Regions from separate parts of the Mus musculus genome. Here all the other regions are linked to region 2. Evidence: chromatin contacts called from public HiChIP or PLAC-seq and promoter capture Hi-C data. All regions are on one chromosome and are shown on one strand. The core of a region is the stretch at or near the end of the contact, and the rest is flanking DNA. Distances in the headings are between cores, read along the strand shown. Region 1 overlaps Wtap (Wilms tumour 1-associating protein). Region 2 holds the start of Psmb1 (proteasome (prosome, macropain) subunit, beta type 1). Region 3 overlaps Lnpep (leucyl/cystinyl aminopeptidase). Region 4 holds the start of Acat2 (acetyl-Coenzyme A acetyltransferase 2). Region 5 holds the start of Sod2 (superoxide dismutase 2, mitochondrial).

Evidence for each region. Promoter capture Hi-C pulls out the DNA fragments that hold promoters and counts their contacts. HiChIP or PLAC-seq counts read pairs in DNA pulled down with a chosen protein or histone mark.
Region 1: a contact with region 2 is called in a promoter capture Hi-C map of the HPC-7 cell line, with 5 times the contacts expected there. The contact joins the enhancer-like site here to the promoter of Psmb1 in region 2. A contact is called at or near these places in 9 of 39 promoter capture datasets (the C10 cell line, the HPC-7 cell line, cranial neural crest and 5 more), 1 of 115 datasets of contacts at active chromatin or transcription factors (large pre-B cells) and 1 of 9 other capture datasets (adipose tissue).
Region 3: a promoter capture Hi-C map of pre-B cells shows a contact between it and region 2. The contact joins the enhancer-like site here to the promoter of Psmb1 in region 2. A contact is called at or near these places in 4 of 39 promoter capture datasets (cranial neural crest, hippocampal neurons, neutrophils and 1 more), 1 of 115 datasets of contacts at active chromatin or transcription factors (astrocytes) and 2 of 9 other capture datasets (adipose tissue and liver).
Region 4: a contact with region 2 is called in an H3K4me3 HiChIP or PLAC-seq map of pro-B cells, with 8 times the contacts expected there. The contact joins the promoter of Acat2 here to the promoter of Psmb1 in region 2. A contact is called at or near these places in 3 of 39 promoter capture datasets (cranial neural crest, embryonic stem cells and hippocampal neurons), 3 of 115 datasets of contacts at active chromatin or transcription factors (astrocytes, large pre-B cells and pro-B cells) and 1 of 9 other capture datasets (adipose tissue).
Region 5: a promoter capture Hi-C map of pre-B cells shows a contact between it and region 2, with 4 times the contacts expected there. The contact joins the promoter of Sod2 here to the promoter of Psmb1 in region 2. A contact is called at or near these places in 9 of 39 promoter capture datasets (the 3T3-L1 cell line, the C10 cell line, cranial neural crest and 4 more) and 1 of 115 datasets of contacts at active chromatin or transcription factors (astrocytes).

Annotation. Positions count from the first base shown.
Region 1 is chr17:12,982,835-12,986,657 of GRCm38.p6, reverse strand. Wtap (Wilms tumour 1-associating protein) reads left to right here. Exons shown (of 8, transcript NM_001113533.1): 2 at 705-742; 3 at 3,146-3,201. The coding sequence starts at 713. Among named protein-coding and RNA genes, the nearest start is that of Wtap, 7.5 kb to the left of the region's middle. Within about 2 kb of position 2,432, at least 14 of the 459 cell types and tissues checked have an H3K27ac peak or open chromatin away from gene starts, as enhancers often do. A contact at or near this core is called in the HPC-7 cell line, where this site is marked.
Region 2 is chr17:15,496,409-15,500,266 of GRCm38.p6, reverse strand. Psmb1 (proteasome (prosome, macropain) subunit, beta type 1) reads left to right here and starts at 1,991. Exons shown (of 6, transcript NM_011185.3): 1 at 1,991-2,114. The coding sequence starts at 2,005. It overlaps Tbp (TATA box binding protein), which reads right to left and starts at 379. Exons shown (of 8, transcript NM_013684.3): 1 at 243-379.
Region 3 is chr17:17,565,333-17,569,039 of GRCm38.p6, reverse strand. Lnpep (leucyl/cystinyl aminopeptidase) reads left to right here. Exons shown (of 18, transcript NM_172827.3): 7 at 606-719; 8 at 2,226-2,357. Among named protein-coding and RNA genes, the nearest start is that of Lnpep, 57 kb to the left of the region's middle. Within about 2 kb of position 2,184, at least 2 of the 459 cell types and tissues checked have an H3K27ac peak or open chromatin away from gene starts, as enhancers often do.
Region 4 is chr17:12,959,165-12,962,811 of GRCm38.p6, reverse strand. Acat2 (acetyl-Coenzyme A acetyltransferase 2) reads left to right here and starts at 2,087. Exons shown (of 9, transcript NM_009338.3): 1 at 2,087-2,203; 2 at 2,683-2,817. The coding sequence starts at 2,149. It also overlaps the pseudogene Gm15946.
Region 5 is chr17:13,006,088-13,009,756 of GRCm38.p6, reverse strand. It overlaps Sod2 (superoxide dismutase 2, mitochondrial), which reads right to left and starts at 1,918. Exons shown (of 5, transcript NM_013671.3): 1 at 1,689-1,918; 2 at 1,371-1,573. The coding sequence starts at 1,711.

The DNA of each region.
Region 1 (3,823 bases), core at 1,183-3,682, 2.5 Mb after region 2:
TGTTTTAATTGTGTATAAATTATTACTTCAAAACAATTTAGATTTAAAAAAAATACTGTCCCTCAAACTGAGTCAAGTAATGTTTAGTGCTCAAAATCTTCAAGTGGAGGTTTTGTATTTGTTAGGTTAGCTGTCCCTATTCTGTCTATTTATTTCCCAACTTGTGTAGTGCATTGTTTAAGGTCCATTTGTTACATGGTTCTGTCTTTAAGGTATATATACTTTATATTTAACATCGTTAGAGTGTAGTGAATCACATGATGGCTTCTGCTTTACTGTCACAGCAATGCTGTACAAGTCAAGGCCAGCAAACTGGTGGCCGGTGCTGCCCTTCTAGGCCTTTAGCAACAGGCCTCGGTGGCCTTCTGAGGCCTGACTTACACTTTTTTAAAAATAATATAACCACGATGATGAAAGATGTTAGCAAAGAGGAAATTTGGTGAAAGTTACGGGGGTACTTATGTCTTTTGTGCCCTTTTTTTGGTGGTTGTTAATTGAAGCTATCCTGGGCTAACTAACCTAAATTGTGAAGAGTCCTAGGTTGAATCCCTTTCACTAAAATGAATGAAGGGACCAAAGTGCTGTGAAATACAAGATTGTTTAATAACTATTTCACAAAACAGTTTTGTTTTGAGGAGAAAAAACTTTAATTGAAAGAAAATCAACTGAAAATCTTTCCCCCACCCCCACCCCTTATTTTTCAGGGTGCAAGATGACCAACGAAGAACCTCTTCCTAAAAAGGTATGTCAGCAGCTTCAAACCCTCCTTTCTTAGAGTTTAAGGGGCTATTCTATGTCCTTATTTTCCACTTCCTTTACCTTGTACTTTGCATCAAGGGACTACAGCTTTAAGATGTCTCTGTATGTGCTCAGTTTCACAGCTTTTAGAAGGCATTACAGTATTCCTGTGATCTTCACTTCTTAGCCTGTATTACATTACCATATACACACGTGAACAATTTCTGAATATTTTACAGATTTTACACACATCTATACACACACATGTATGTATATGTTCCTATTTTTGCTCCTATTTTGTTAAACCCCCAGGGTTGTAACTTAAATCTATCCACCTGAGTATTTTTCAAGGCTACACCTAATTAGTTCTTGTTTTTTTCCTTTATTTTCTAACTTTGGATGTTCTGGCTCTATAGTCCTTTACTGAGTTTAGCTATCATTACTTATAGGTAATAACACTACATGTATCCTGAAGTTCTGTTAAACAGTGTGCTATAGGCTATGGAAGGATTTGTAATTCAGTTTGGAAAAGCGTAATGTTATATAAAATTCTGCCTAAAGTTTTGGAGTCAACATTATTCAGGAGTGAGTAATGAACTGTGGTTTGCTTTCTCAGGTTCAGTGTTTTTTCCTGTTTTGTATTGTGACACTAGTGTTACTGGTTAATACTTAGAAACTCTTTAAAGTGTTCTCTGTGCTTCTAGGAATCAAAGTCTGCTTCTTGCATGCTGTGCAGGCAGTTCTCCTTTTGTCTAGGCTCCCTCTTCCAAGAATTTTTTTGTTTGTTTTTTCGTTGGTTTGGTTTGGTTTGGTTTGGTTTTTGGTTTTTCAAGACAGGGTTTCTCTGTATAGCCCTGGCTGTCCTGGAACTCACTCTGTAGACCAGGCTGGCCTCGAACTCAGAAATCCACCTGCCTCTGCCTCCCGAGTGCTGGGATAACAGGCACACGCCACCACTGCCTGGCCAAGAATTTTTTTTTAATAAGAGAAATTAATAGAGCCATAGAAAAAGCATTTCTAGGGGCTGGAGAATGGTTCAGTGGTTAAGAACACCGACTACTCTTCCAGAGGTCCTGATCAATTGGAAGCAACCACATGATGGCTCACAACCATCTGTAATGGGATCTGATGCCCCTCTCCAGGTGAGTCTGAAGATAGCTACAGTGCACTCACATACATTAAATAAATACTTTTGAAAAGTAGAACCTAAGTTGAAATTGTTTCAAACATTTAGAAATGCATGCATGCATGCATGCTTGCTTTCTCCTTTCTTTCTTTCTTTCTTTCTTTCTTTCTTTCTTTCAAGATTTATTTGTTATTAGGTGTAAGTACACTGTATCCGTCTTCAGACACACCAGAAGAGGGCATCAGATTCCATTACAGATGGTTGTGAGCCACCATGTGCTTGCTGGGAATTGAACTCTGGACCTCTGGAGAAGTCAGTCAGTACTCTTAACTGTTGAGCCACCTCTCCAGCCCTCAAACTATTGAAAGTTGTAGATTGATAAGATGTTTAGTAACATTCTATGAGCTTCTTTCAAAATCAGCATCTGGATTAATAGTTTAAAACTAGGGAACTGGTACACTCACAAGTTTTTCAAATTTCTTCATTTTTTTCAAACGTTCTCTATACAACTGCAGTTGTATCTCAAGATAAGCATCTGAATCCTCACCACAGGGCACTTTGATGCCCTCCCTCCCTCCTTCCCCAGGCTTGTAGTGATAATCCATTTTCCAGTTTCTTTAACTTCCTGAGTGCCTCAGGAAGGAAATCAGGCATGTATGTCCTCCTAAGATTATCTTTTCACTTTGTATTGCATATCAGTAATCTTATTTCTACTTGCTGCTGAAGAATATTGAATATATGGCTGGATCAGTTTTTCTGTTTTATTTTTTTTCTGGTTTTTCATAACGATTTCTCTGTGTAGCCTTTGCTGTCCTGGAATTTGATCTGTAGAATAGGCTGATCTTGGAACGTACAGAGATCCACCTGCCCCTGTATTATAATTATAGTTTTACAAGCATTTACCTGTTAAAGGACACTTGGACGGCTCAAGGATGCAAATACTGGTTGATGTGGTGTGTGAAAGTTTAATCTGACTGATGTGAGTTTTTTATTTCACTTGTTTGTTTGGTTTTAATTTTTAATTTTTTGTGTATCTGTATTTTGGGAATGCTCTGAAGTGGAGAAATGGTGTCCTTTGGAGCTGGAGTTCCAGACAGGTGTGCACTCTGACTGATTAGGTATTGCGAACTAAACTGGTTCTCTGAAGAGTTCCAAGCACTGTTAACCGATAAGCTTTCTCCAACCTTCACATTTAGTTTAAAGCTATTTTCAGAGTTGTTCCTGTGGAAAACACTTTGCGCTCTGAAAGAATACTCAGTCTGTTTTAAATTTTCTTTCTAGGTCCGACTGAGTGAAACAGACTTCAAAGTTATGGCACGGGATGAGTTAATTCTAAGGTAAAATGTTCTTTCATCAAAAATACATATACATCATACTATGACTACCTACTTACCATTATGCCATCCCTAGTTTGGGTTTGCTTGTTCTGTGGGGTTTTCTTGTTACTGATTGTTTGAGACAGTGTCTTCCTATGGAAATTAAGATCCTCTTGCCTTAGCCCACCAAGGGATAGGAATACTGGCATGTTTCCACTACAGTAGCTGACATGGTTGTTTGTAGTGTTTGTTTGGGGGTTGGCTTAATTTGGGTTTTTTATTTGTTTGGTTTTGGGGGGTGGGGGTTGGGGTATGTATGTGGGGAGTTTTTGTTTTAAAACATGGTTCCTTTGTGTAGCTTTGGCTGTCTTGGAACCTCTAACCCAGAGTTCCACCTGTCTTTAAATCCCACTGCTGGAATTAAAGACGTGTGCTATTATTATCTGATTCAGTGTGACTTTTTTTTAATGTTAATATAGCCTCAAGTCACTTGAAATATTTTTTTGGATATGTTTCCTATGATTCTTCAGTATGTAAGCAAGAAGAACTATAATATTAGTTTAGGTGATTCATAGATTGATAGCAACCAAATTTTCTTTTAGAGCTAAAATACTCAAGATTAGTTACACAGAAAGCATTTATA
Region 2 (3,858 bases), core at 742-3,241:
GCGCGGGGCTGTCCGGTGCCAGCCCCTCGGAGACGCTCACCCTTGGTACTGGGTTTCAGGACCCCGCCGAGGCGATGGTCCAGAGACTGGTTACTCGCGGAGCCGCCGCAGCGCGCGCGGAGGACCGTTCCCAGCCCGGCCGCGCGCCCACTCGCGTCTCCTCCGGCAAACTCCGGGGACCCGCTGCAGAAGTCGCCTTTATTAAGGCCTCCAAGCAGAGAAAAGGATGAAAGGACCGTTACCTGGGCACTGCGGAGAAAATGACGCGACCGCAGAAACCTAGCCAAACCGCCAGCAGATACCCGCCACCGCTACCGGACTCGATCCACCGAACGCCTGACGCACATCTGATGCCGTCACTTCCGCCAGTTGCGCTCTTGACTGCAGTCCGATTTGTTGTGCTTAAGCTGTGAGACACTGGGAAGGAAACGAGCGGGCCGGGTACCAGCAGTTCCGGGGCGGGGCCTCCGACGGCCCTTTCTAGCTGTCAAAGAGAGATCTATTGAGTGTGTAGCGGAAACAGTTGGGGATGTGGCAATGGCGATCAAGCCCAAGCAAGCGTTCTACCACTGAACTACATCCTCAGTCTTCCATGATTTGTTTTTGTGAGAAAGAGTTTCTCTGTGTAGCCCCGACTTTCTTGGGACTCACTCTGTAGAACTGGCTGGCTTCGAACTCCAGAGATTGCTTGGCAAGCTTACTGGCTCCTCCCCTTTGAGATTTGTGAGGTGGCTAAGGAAAATGTCAAGCAAACGCTCCTCATCATGTTCTCAGTAGATGTTAACTTACGTTCAAGGAAGAACAACAAAACAAGCGACTTTGTAGTCACAGATTCATTTCTATTTTTAGCTCGGTCACTACCAGCTCTCTTCCTTGCTGCCACAAGAAAACGTCAGCTGTTTCTTAGGCTGCTTCATAATGCTTGATTGATTCCAACATATCTTAATTTTTTTTTCCTTCTGAAGTTCATCTAAGGCATATACATGTGTTGTTCTGCGTACTTCCTTTCCCTTGTATTTTGCATTATCAACGAGGTAATGAGCTCCTTTAGGTTAAGGTTAGCGCTCTCTCTCTCTCTCTTTCTCTCTGTGTGTGTGTCTGTGTGTGTGATGGACAGTATCTGTGTGTTATGTGTGTAGGTGTTGTATAGGTTGTCTATTTACACAGACTCTAATAAGTACAATAGTACTGTGTATCTATTTTCCCCTAAAGGAAACATTTTCTCTTGAAAGTACAGGAAACCTCAGAAGACTGGGGAATTGAGAAAACTTAACAAAGGCTTGTCAAGAGGCAATATAAGGGAAGCGGGTTTTATGTTGTCTTACTGTTTGAGGAGATACAACCCAGGGGGAAGCATGCCAACTGGATTGCATCCACAGACCAGAAACATAAATAGATAAATGTTAGTTCGCTTCTTCTTTATTTAGTCGGGAAATCCAGGCAATGAGGTGGCGCCGCTTATATTTTAGTTGGGTCTTCGCTCCTCAATTAAACCTTGAAACACCCGCATAGACGCATCCATGGGTTTTACCTACATGATGCTAAGTTCTGTGAAATTAACAATATTAACCATCATATTCTGGCTAAAGAAATCTGGTATTGCTTCCTGGGTCTCGTGGCTGCGTACACCACACAGTTGACATGCGTCCTGATTGGCCTTGAATGCAGCATGAACTACTAACCCGTCTCAAACGCTGTGCCACTTCGCCAATGTGACATCCGAGTTGTCGTTGCTCTGTAATTGGGTTAATTTTTTTGGTATGGTCAGACTTTTAATTTTCTATCCGCCATGAGTAAATCCAAACGTTTTCTTAGGGTTATAAAACAGGTTTCTCTGTTGGCAGGATTGGCGGATCCAGGTTGTGCGCTAGCCGGACGCAGGCGTAGACCTCCAAGAGCAACGACGAGTGCAGGCTAGAGGAGCCTAGGGGGGCGGGGCGAGGGAGGCGGAAGTGGACCGGTCCCGGCGGCCATTTTGCCGTGAGACAGCAGGAGTTAGGCGCGATGCTTTCCACTGCTGCTTACCGAGACGTGGAACGAGAGCTGGGAATGGGGCCTCACGGCTCCGCCGGCCCTGTGCAGCTGCGGTTTTCGCCTTATGCCTTCAACGGAGGGTAAAAGCCTGGGCCTGCTGCCCTCACCTGGGTCGAGCCTGGGGTCGCGACGGGCGGGTGTGGGAATGGCAGGGATGTAGCCTGCAGCCCAGCACTCAGTTGTGCATGGACGCCCTCGGTGCCGTTTGCTCCAGCAACCGGGCTCCCACCTCAATCTTCCGCCCTATGGCCTGTTGTTTGGTAGGGCTTGAACACGTTTCTAAAGCCAACGGGCGAACATGAAGTTATGATTTGTCTTGGTTGTTAGACGAGTAGCTGTTTCTGTCGCTGGGCCGCCTGATCACTTGTTGTTTTAAGAGGAAACTAACATGATTAACCAGACTTAATTTCAGGGATGAAAGTGAAGGTTGTTTTGTTCTGCTCTTGAGACGTAGCCTGCTGGGCAAGGTCTACTGAGCTGCATCCACAGCCTTAGGCAGTCGGACCCTTGTGTGTGTTTATTTTTACTCTCAAATTACTTTAGCATTTTAATTATCCGCTTTATTCGAAGATATTTTTCCTTTGTATTTAGGACCGTTGACAATACAGGGGTATTCTTCATCAAATTAGAAGTTGAAACAGCTAATTATCCAAAAAAGGGGGGCGGGGGGGGGGCTTGTTTAAGAAAAGCAAAACCAGCCAGGCGGTGGTGGAGCACGCCTTTACTGCTAGCAAAGGCAAGTGGGTCTCTTAAGTTCGTGGCCAGTCTGGTCTACAGAGCAAGTTCCAGGACAGCCTGGGCTACACGGAGAATCTTTGTCTCAAGAAAGAAAAGCAAAAACGTTAAATATGGCTTTATGAATGTTGAGCGTTGATCATACAGATAGTGAAAGGTTGATTTTAGTCTTGGTTGTACCTTTTGAAGAGCAATTGTGAATGTACTATGTGGGCTCCTTTCAGTTACTTATAGATTGGGGAAGACTCAAGGTAGGTTTTTTTGTTTGTTTGTTTGTTTGTTTTAATTTCAAGCAGTTAAGTGAATAATTTCATAGTTTTACTTCTTGACTCTTGGCATCTAAACAGCCCAGGCTATAGAGCTGGTGTGAATTAGAACCGGATTTAAATTCATAGCGTTCTCAGCCGAGTCCAGTTTCAGTTTGCTTTTCCAGTATGCTGCTTAATGCTGCACGTGAACACTAAGTACTTACTTTGTAAGATGTGTTAATTTCAAGGTGTTCCGAATGCAGTACTCATGAGTCACTTTTTTTAACCTCCTTTACTTCTTCTTATCCATCACTTTGTTCATAGTTACTTACACCTATCCATTAAATCACTTTTCTCTTTTGTGCCTTTTAGCATTTATTGCAACTAGCCCTGCAAGCAGCCTCAGATTCTACAATATATAAATTTCTCTTTGTAGCTTCCAGGTTTTTGTCACTTGAGGCCTTTATATAATTACTAATCTTTTATAATTCCTAAGTCTGTTTCTGTAACTATTTCTCAAAAGTCCCTGAAATTCCGGCCTCTTTGGGAAACCGTATCTAACCGAGTTTTCTGATCTCTCCATAACCCATGTTAGTAAACAAAACAAGCAGGGTAATTGTTCCTTTCAGTTACTGCTGCTCCTTGGAAGTCTTGGCTCAGTTTAAAGGGGTGGGGATATGTTGTTTTCCTCAGCAGACACATCTAGGGAGTTGTAAAACCTTGGTTGCATACATTGGTGTCGTATTTGAATTTGCCCTTCTTCCTCCTGTCATCCTGCGTTCCTTCTGTCACAGCACTCTTACTGGAGCAGTATTATGTCCCATTTCACGTAGTACTATTG
Region 3 (3,707 bases), core at 935-3,434, 2.1 Mb before region 2:
TGTCATGGATGATTTTATATATATAAATTGGAAAGTAATCTTACAGAGTTGATATTAGATCAGATAATTTCATTATCTAAGGAGTTTCACTTTAATGAAGCAGCTTAAAATTTTCATTACAGCCAGGCGGTGGTGGCACATGCCTTTAATCCCAGTACTTGAGGGGCAGAGGCAGGTGGATTTCTGAGTTCGAAACCAGCCTGGTCTACAGAGTGAGTTCCAGGACAGCCAGGGCTACACAGAGAAACCCTGTCTCGAAAAACAAAAAACAAAAACAACAAAAAAAGCCATTACCTATATAAAACATGTTGTATATAGCATATGTTAAAAATTCACACATATTTTAATAAGTAAATATAGTCTTTCCTGCTTTTTCCCCCATTCAGTTTAGGTAAAATGTTGAACTTTTTATTTTACTTCTAAAATCAATTTATACAGCTTTCAAAATCCTTTCTTTTTTGGGATAGTTTGTATAACTTTTATAAGACTTTAATTATTCTGGGTATAGATTGTTTTAAGATATTTTGATTATCTTCAATTAGCCTGATAGTCCATTCAATTAAGAAATTCCTGAGTCCTGCTGGTGACGAATTTGTCTCTTACAGTGGTTTGGAAATCTGGTTACAATGCAGTGGTGGAATGACCTGTGGCTAAATGAAGGCTTTGCCACTTTCATGGAGTATTTCTCTGTGGAAAAAATATTCAAAGAGCTCAACAGTGTAAGTACTGTGTTTCTTTGTCCTATGAGGAGGGAATAGCCACATTATAAGTTAGTATTTACCATATATTTTCTACATATTTGAGATAATTTGAAAAAAGTTAAAATCAGTAATGCTGGAGACTTGACAATGAAACCCACTCTTGCATATTGAAGTATTTCATTAAACATTAAAATGATTATTTTTTACTTTAGGATGATTATTTTAACTATTACATTTTATTTTATAAGATGTGGTCCTTTTGTTTGAAGGAATGCAGATAAAATTGGAAAATAACTTAAATACTTGTATAAAAAGAAATGAAATGAAGACTGGCTTCATACTGCTTTTTATATTGTCACTGAGTGCATTCTTTCAACAGTTCTTAAGTAACATAAGTTGCTTAAATAAAGAAACAAGGGCGGGAGATATGGCTAAGCAGTTAAGAGCACTAGTTGCTCTTCCAGAGGTCCTGATATCAATTCTAAGCACATGGCTCACAACCATCTATAATGTGATCTGATGCCCTCTTCTGATGTCTCTAAAGACAGCAACAGTGTACTCATATACATAAAATAGAATCTTTTTTAAAACCAAACAAATAAATTACTATTGCTGCATACAAACCATGCATTTGTTTCAAAGATTGAATACCATTCTGTTAAAGAGAGGTATTGTGCTGTGAGTGTGTCATTAGAGACTGGAGATACTTCCTGTACTCAAGGATTTTCAGACACCATAGGTCATAATTTCATAGGCATTGCTGAAATAATTCAAGTATTATTGGGTAGCTGAAGGGAAGCACAAAACATGTGCCTCTCAAACTATAGGACAGTCTCCCACATAGTATTGTCTTCAACCCTAAAATTCTGTGACTTGCTCTTAGACGCTTACATACATTTTTTAGGTATTTATAAGAAGTATTCTTGGGAGTTTTTAGTTTGACATTTCTGTATATAGGGCTTGATTCCGACTGCAAGTAATTTTTAGTTGAGATACGAAATAGGTAGTTTAAATAATGTGTGCTACTTAATTAAACATTGAAATACAGAGTCTCACCACTTGGGGGTGCTGAGAACACTTTAAATTCTAATATACATTCTAGGGACACTCTTGGCTGAGCTCTCAATGCTTTCAGAATAAGAGTTGTATTTTCTTTTAAGTAACCTCTAAGAATTATATATCACTTTAATAGAAAATCAAGGTAAGGACCCCATTTCTGCCCTAAGTTTCAATTTCTGTTTTAAAAGTCTACTTTAACCTTTGTTGAATATTTATCTTGGATATTCAGATTTGGAATTTGCCTCTGATAGTCAGAGATTCTCAATTTTACAGTTATGCTCTCTTTTCAGAAATGCAGATTCTCACATGCCTCAGTTCTCAGTGCCGTTTTAAGCTTAAGGAACTGCATACAATTTACTTCCATTTGTTTATATGCTGCACCTTAGTGAGCCCAGGTGTTTTTCATTCTGTAGCAATTGTGCCTTTATATCGGTCATGACTTCCTACTGCTTTATCTTTTGCTAGTATGAAGACTTCTTAGATGCTCGATTTAAAACCATGAGGAAAGATTCCTTGAATTCGTCTCATCCAATATCATCATCTGTTCAGTCTTCGGAACAAATAGAAGAAATGTTTGATTCTCTCTCCTATTTTAAGGTATCACTGTGCACAAAGAAATGTACTTTTACTAGACTTCAACCTTATTTTGTAGGTCAGCAAACAGCGTGATTCACATTACAGACTGAACAAGCGTTGCCTTTGGTATCCTATTGAAGTTTTAACTGTTTAAATTTTAAATATGTAAATCTGTTTGGTCTTAACGTTTGTGTTTCTGTCTCCCTTTTAGTCAGTGTGACTAGTTTTCAGGCAGTGAAGCAGATCATGTAAGAATTCATCTTTCAAAGTTAGTTTTCTCCCTGGATCTGTCCGTAGAATGTGTGCTTAGAAGAGCATCCTAAGCAAAGCCCTTTATTGTGGTACTCAGAATTGAGGTATTTTCTACAATCAAGATCACCAAAAAAAATTAAGCATAAAAAGTTATTTTAGTAATTGACAGTTCTCCTTCAGGATGTGAAACATTAGACACCAGGACAGTGGATGGAAAGTAGAAGCTGGCTTCATTCTGAGCAGGTTGGAGAACAGAGGGAGTGTGGTACTGGTATTACCTGAATGGATGCTGTACAAGGGTGATGCTAAAGCTTATGATTGGTTGTCAGAGTCCTTGGATAGTAAATCCCTCTGCTAGATAGCGAAGAAAATACATTAAGTGTGAGGATAGAAACCATACTATCAAAAAGCTCAAAATTAGGAGGTAAATACATGTGAATGAGCAAGAGAGGCTGTGTGTGCTGAAATAGTACAAAAAATGTATGCATGTTGAAGAGAGAAGCCAAAGAGCACAAGGTAGGGCAGATATGGACTTTGAAGAGGAGAGCCAGGAGGGCTGATGTCTGGGATTCAGAGATGGAACCAGGCTTAGGAAGGTAAGAAAGAAAGCATGAGCCCAGCTACAGCAGGTCCTGAGTGCCATAAGAAATCGATGATGTTTTTTTAACATAAGGATGATTTGATTAAAGTTAATATTTAGAAAATTTAAATTGGATTCAGTTAATAAAGTTGATTCCGAGACCACAAATGGGACATGACACTGAAAATCAGACATGCAGAGTGAACGTTTGCAATGAATGGTCATAGCAATGGGAAGAAAACAGATCTAAAACTAAAGGGAGTTTTGTACTTGAAGGACTTAGTGACAGGGTAAAACAGATAAAGAAGGAGGCAAAAATGTTGTCTGGATTAAAGCCTGATGAAGTAAATAATAGTACTTTTAACAAGAAATTAGGAGTTTAATGTGAGTATACAGAGGCACTAATTTTTTCTTATCTGCAGTTTTTCTTTCAGGCTTCAGTAAACTATTATTAGCCATCTTAGGAAAAATACTAAAAGGAAAGACCAGAAAAGCAGTCTGTAAATTTTAAACTACATATCATTCTGAGTAATATGTCC
Region 4 (3,647 bases), core at 838-3,337, 2.5 Mb after region 2:
CTCAAGTTCTTCCTCCCTATACCACTGCACAGAGCAACCAGAGCCAGCCGCCATGGTTCTCCCCCAAGAGTACTTTGTATAGCATAATAAAGAAAACTGGAGCCGGGCTGTGGTGGCGCATGCCTTTAATCCCAGCACTTAGGAGGCAGAGGCAGGTGGATTTCTGAGTTCGAGGCCAGCCTGGGCTACAGAGTGAGTTCCAGGACAGCCAGGGCTACACAGAGAAACCCTGTCTCAAACAAACCAAGAGAAAAAAGAAAAAAAAGAAAAAGAAAAGAAAACTGGAAACTAAGAGTTGTATGGTTAACGAAGATAAGATTAGGAATAAGAGCCAAGGCAGGATTTAGGAAGGCTTCCTGGAGGAAGTGAAGCCTAAGCGGAGGTCCAGAGATTTCTAGCTTAGCTAACAGAGCCTCACACCACTCACTGAGACGTTCTTCAGTCAAAAGAAATAAGCTGAAGAGGTAAACACGAGTTTGGGTTAGATGTCATAAGTTGTTTTTTATAGAAAGTTTAAATTGAGAGAGCCAGTCTGCTCACAGGCAACAAAATTAAAAGAAGGATTCCAGAGTTGTCAGCATAATGGGGGTAACTGACAGGATGGGGTGGACATGCTGTGGCATGTTGGGTGAGGGGCAGTGAGAGTAAGGCCACAAAGGGAACTGAAGAGTGGCCAGAGTAGTGGGAAAACAGAGGGCTAGGGAGGTGACACAGTGGTGATGAGCACTACTGCTCCTGCAGAGAACAGGGTTTGGTAGCTAGCACCCATATGATAGCTCACGACTGTCTGCAATTCCAGTTCCTGGGGTCCAGCATCCTCTGCTTGCCTCTGCAGACACTAGGCTCACATGCAAGGATGCATACATGCATGCAAGCAAAGACACATAAAAATAAATTATTAAGCCAGGCGTGGTGGCGCACGCCTTTAATCCCAGCACTCAGGAGGCAGAGGCAGGCAGATTTCTGAGTTTGAGGCCAGCCTGGTCTACAAAGTGAGTTCCAGGACAGCCAGGGCTATACAGAGAAACCCTGTCACGAAAAACCAAAAAGAAGAAGAAGAAGGAGGAGGAGGAGGAGGAGGAGGAGGAGGAGGAGGAGGAGGAGGAGGAGGAGGAGGAGGAGGAAACCATGGGAAGTCCCTTGCATTTCTTGGACCCTTGAGGAAACAGAGGACATAATCTAGAATTTAGCCTCATCTCTAGAACCTACTTTGATCCATCCACCTCTCTCAAAATACTATTTTTTTCAGGTTGCTTTACATTTCAGGAGGATATCCCAGCTTACCGGGTTGTTGTTGTTAGGTTTGTTTTCCTTTCCTACAATCTGTGGCGCAGTTCTCTTACTTCACTGTCCACTGTCCCCACTGAGGGCAAGACTTGCCTAGAAAGCCTTTCCTTCCACCACAGGATTCTGCTTTCCTAAACAGATGGCATTCTCTGTAGACCAGCAAGCTGCAGAAGCAAACCAGGATGACTCTCCTTTCAAAACACTGGGGACACTGCAGGTGACCTGTGATAGTGCTAGGGCTGGGACTGGGGGGTGGCCAGAGGGAGCCTGCAAAAGGCATGAGAATGACACAAGGCAGAGAGGTAAGTAGAGTCTGGCAGATTCTGTCTTTGGCTGAATAATAAGTCCGAGAGGATTGGACAGTAGAGATCCACTGCCCTAAGGATCTCTGTTAGCAAGGAGGCTACCCACTCAGAAGCTGTCAGCGCTGAGAAGAACCTTCAGAAGAAACGGGAGATGCCTATGTAGGAAAGGTTAGGCTAGGTTCCAGTGTCACCTGGAGGAAAGCCTTACCCTTGGACCCGACTCCACCTATGACCCCTAGACCGTCTGCACACCGCATCGCTCTTCGACACCCCTAGGCTGTCTACCTCCAACCCAACATCCCTGGATCCTCCACACCCCACCCTAACCCGACACACCTAGGTTGGGTAGACACCATCTACCCCATACCAAACCAAAGAGTCTCCATCTTACACAATTCTGGGACTTAGCCCTACCAGCTTCCTGCGCAGGCGTGAGGAGGCGTGGCGTGGAGGCCATAGCTCCGCCCCCCCCAGCACAGCCTGTCAGGCTGGAGGAAGTTTTACCTCAGTCGCAGACAGGACAAGGCTGAGAGCTAGCAGAGACCAGAGCGACAAGATGAATGCGGGCTCAGACCCCGTGGTCATCGTCTCAGCGGCGCGCACCGCTATAGGTGAGTGTCCCGCGAGGTCACTTCAGCCTGTGACCCTCCTTCCCGACATGATCGCGGAGACTCGGGCTCTCGTGACGGGGAGGGGGCGGCCGGCCACAGACTCCACAGCTCGCGGTGCCCCGCGCCTTGCCCGCGGACCCGCCCCTCGTGCTGCGATTGGCTCCTCGCAGTAGAGCCACCGCTCTGCCAGGCTCACCTATTAGATAACGTTGGGACGCGCTCTCTCTCCTGATCGCTGATTGGTCTGTTCGGCGGTGCACCATTGATCACGCTGTGGTGTCGGGGGCCCGAGAGATGGTGGTCTGAGCTGCTCCTCCAGGCAGGCCTTGGCTTTGGCATTGTTCTGGAAGTCACCATCGCCTTTGCCCGCCTCGGCTCCAGCCGTTTTTATTTGGAATGCATGTGACCCCTTCTCCCCCTCGGTGGTCCTCAGTGTGCTCTTGGTTCAGATTCCTTCCCTCTTCCCCATTCCATTGTAGGCTCCTTCAATGGTGCCCTGTCCACCGTGCCTGTCCACGAAATGGGGACAACTGTCATCAAAGAAGTCCTGCAGAGGGCCAAGGTGGCTCCAGAAGAGGTGTCCGAGGTCATATTTGGACATGTCTTGACGGCAGGTAACTCCTCAGTAGCCCAGGACAGATCTGGTTCACTAGAAACAGCATTTATTTATATGTGTGTGTGTGCGCGCACACACACCACCACCACCATACATTGCTTTGCTTGGAGTTCTCTCTGCTAGGATTCTTTCTGTCCCTCCTCCTTCCTCTGGCTGAAGTCACAGCTCCTTTACAAGCCTTTTCGGTGAGTGATCTTAGACCACGGGACTGTATCGCCTTTGCATTGTTAGAAGCACAGCAAAGTATTCACAGTCCTCCACATACCCCTAACATGTCACACAGTCAATAAAAGTGTGTGGGCCTGGCACTGTGCCACAGCTGCGAGTGGGGCTGCAGCAGAGCAGCTCTACCCTGGTCCACTTTGTCAGGAGATCAGCTGTCCCTCACTCCAGGGGACTGTCCGGAGGAAGGCAGGAGAGTCTAAGAATGCTTCATCATAGCTCTGATTCCTGCTGGGCTTGGAGATCAGTGACTACTGATGTTGATGATTGGTTTGGGGCCTGGGTGTATAGCTCAGTGGTGAAGTGTGTGGTTAGCATGCATGTGGTCATGAGTTCCCACTCCTGCCCTGCCCTGTGCTCCCTCAGCACACATTTGAATCAACTGTAGAGAAAATTGTTAATATTCAATACCAAGTTCTGCTCTTACTCTGTCTGAGACCATTTGTATGTGTGCCAGTTGAATATTGTTTTTTGAAACATTTGGGGCTAGAATTGTTTTGACATCAGATCCCCACCTCCTAGATTATGCAACATCTGTATATATATATATATATATATATATAAAGGATCATTGTTAGAGAACTTGGTGTCACAATCTTTATCTCA
Region 5 (3,669 bases), core at 669-3,168, 2.5 Mb after region 2:
ATTAAAACAATATTCCCAGGGGCTGGTGAGATGGCTCAGTGGTTAAGAGAACTGACTGCTCTTCTGGAGGTCCTGAGTTCAAATCCCAGCAACCACATGGTGGTTCACAACTATCTATCTGTAAAGAGATCTGATGTCCTCTTCTGGTGTATCTGAAGACAGCTACAGTGTACTTACGCCCTCTGTCTGAAGACAGTTACAGTATATGTAATAATAATAAATAATAATAAAAATATAATAATAAATAAATCTTCCAAAAAAATTCCCAGAAATTGTGGTTGACTCAACAGGTAAAACACAAAAAGGCTCTTGCCAGGAAAACCTGACACCCTGACTTGAATTGACAATCTGAGCTTAGTTTCTGGATACCACAGTGGAAGGAGAGAACCAATGCCCTAGGTTATCCTCTAACCTCCACTGGCTCCGTGTGTCAGCACGAATCCATTCACACACACACACACACACACACACACACACACACACACAGAGGTTTTTTAATACTATAGCATTCCCATATACATCATCTAGGGGTGCAAACACAGAACTCTGCACTATGGATTTTGTTGGCTGAGCGCTTAAAAATATAGGTAAATAAATAAGCTTGCCTACTGTTCCATTCAGTGACAGATACTCAGTTTCTCACAAAATAGCTATTTTTCTTGTGAACTTTGACCCCAAAAGTACCAAGTCTAGCCTGTTCTGCAGCTAAGTGCTCGTTCCTGTCTTTTCCTCCCCCCCCCCCCAAGGGTAAAGAGTGTGAAACAGGATGTCCAGAGATATCCAAGGGGTCAGGGAGTCCCAGCCCTAGACTGAACTAATCCTATTGTTGTCCACAACGGTGACAATAATCACAACTCGGACTGCAGTCTTCTGATGCCACTTCAGACCCTCTCCTGCACCTGCTGCCAGGCCACCAATATCGCTTGCTCTCAGCAAAACCCCAGCCACTTCTAGCCCCAACCACCCTCTCACCCAAGGGCACCTGGCTGACCCAGCTCGGGCACTCTCAACCCTCCTGCAAATGGCTGCCAAGGCTACCTGAAAAATAAGCAAAACAAACTCTCCTGAAGCCACGTTATATAACAACCGCATATTTTAAATATTCATATGCAAAACAAAAACTAAATATTCATTACGCAAAAAGGAGCAGCGTCCGAGAGCTGTCTTTAAAGGACCACCACCAATGCTAGCTAGCAACACGGGTGACAAAAAAGGACACAACAGTAAGGTCCGTCAAGTACTTTCGTGAGGTCCTGTGTTTTCCGGGATAGGAAAGGACGTTTATGCGAACCAACGGAGGTATTCCCCGGCATCGAAACAGACCTCCGTCCGGCCACCGGGATCCTCGTGTGCAGGGGCCCCGCACCTACCCTTGGCCAGAGCCTCGTGGTACTTCTCCTCGGTGGCGTTGAGATTGTTCACGTAGGCCGCGTGGTGCTTGCTGTGGTGCAGCTGCATGATCTGCGCGTTAATGTGTGGCTCCAGCGCGCCATAGTCGTAAGGCAGGTCTGGGAGGCTGTGCTTGTGCCGGGAGCCCGCGGCACCGGCCACAGGGCCCAGCCTCCTGCCCGTGCTGAGAGGAACAGAGAGGACGGCGGGTCACGCCACTGACACGGCGAGCCAGCCACGCCCGCCGCCCCGAGACCCACCCGTAGGGGACGCCGAGGCCCCGGGGCCCTGCCGCTCACCTGCACGCCGCCCGACACAACATTATTGAGGTTTACACGACCGCTGCTCTCCTCAGAACACGGCCGTTCGCTCGCAGGCGCGCGTCTGCTAGGCAGCGTCCGCCCGGCGTCCGCAAGGACACAGCGAAGCGGTGACCCTGCCCGCAGCGCCCATCAGCGGAGGGGAGGACGGCGACACGGACGGCCCGGCGCATAACGGAGCGGCATCCTGGGAAGGCAACGTCTCCCCTGTGCCAAATTGGTAGAGGCCGCGTGCTTGCTACAGCCACGCCCCCACCATCGGCCTTGGCCCCGCCCCGCCTCGGGGAACCCCGTCCGCCCCGCGGTGTGGCTCCGCCCCTCCTCGGGCCGCCCTGTCCAGCTCTGGCTGTGAGCTGCAAAGCTTCCACTCTATTTCTACTCCTGCTTCTGGGAAACCCTGGAGACTTTCCTCCGGAAAGCCAAGGCTCTGCTGCTGGTCAGAATTATGGAGTAATCAGGGCCCCTCTGACCCAGTTAATTTATGCCCGGAGTGACCTTCCCTGGGGCCTAACCTGACATTAAATCACGTCGCAGGTTTGCGTGTGTTCATCTTTGTTGCCCCTGAGACTGGGGTTGCGGACTCCGGGTGCAGCTTGCCAGTTAACTAGTAAGAGTCCGGATTAGAAGGCGAGGTTCATCTTTCTTGATTAAACTCTGCAACATTCAGTGACTTCAAAAACCAACCCACTCGACCAAATGTAAAAGGACATTGTTTCCCTTTGTGGACTTATTAGTCTAAGAAGCAGTGGCTATCAAATGTTTCCATAACAATTATACAGCTTTCCTCTTCTACTTAATGGGTTTATGTCTTCCCTGATTAGAAAACACTAAGAAAGCAGAAGGCAGTTGGCTGAGTAGTTCCCGGTGGTTTTTTCCCACCCCCTTTGCAGGCCTCCTAAGGATGACAGGGCTTAGGGTAAGGGGAATTGCAAGAGGATGCTTTCCGGTAGGGAGAAACCTGTCCACAGGCGTCAGACCGGAGCTGTATGGATGACCTGTGTCTTAGTTAGGGTTTTACTGCTGTGAACAGACACCATGACCAAGGCAAGTCTTATAAAAAACAACAGTTACTTGTGGCTGGCTTACAGGTTCAGAGGTTCAGTCCATTATCATTAAGGTGGGAGCATGGCAGTATCCAGGCAGGCATGGCACAGGCAGAGCTGAGAGTTCTATGTCCTCATCCAAAGGCAGCTAGTGGAAGACTAACTTCCAGGCAACTAGGGTGAGGATCTTATGCCCACACCCACAGTGACACACCCATTCCAACCAGGTCACACCTATTCCAACAAGGCCACACCTCCAGATGGTGCCATTCCCTGGCCCAAGAATATACAAACCATCATGCTCCACTCCCTGGCCCCCCATAGACTTGTTCAAAAACATGAGTCTATGGGGGGCCATACTTAAACATAGCATAATGCAAAATGCTATGGTGGTGTGGTGGCACATGCCTTTGATCCCAGCACTCCGGAGACAGAGGCAGGCGGATTTCTGAGTTCAAGGCTAGCCTGGTCTACAAAGTGATTTCCAAGACAGCCAGGGCTATACAGAGAAACCCTGCCTCAAAAAAAAAAAACAAAAACAAAAACAAAAAAAAATGCATTTAGTCAAACTTTTCAAGTCCTCATAGTCTATAGCAGTCTCAACAATATTAAAAATCCAAAGTTCAAGGTCTCTTCTGAGATTCATCCAATCACTTAACTGTAATCCCCAAAGAAAGACAGGAAACCAGCTGGGTAAACTCCAAACTCTGCGTCTCCATGGCTGATGTCAAAGCGGTCTTCAGATCTCCACTCCTTTTTCATCTTTGTTGACTGCAACAACTGCTTTCTCCTGGGCTGGTTCCACTCCCTGTTAGCAGCTTTCCTTAGCACGTATCCCATGGCTCTGGCATCTTTAATAGCTTTGAGTCTCCAAGGCAATTTCAATGTTACAGCTTCTTGTTTCAGTGTCTGGGATT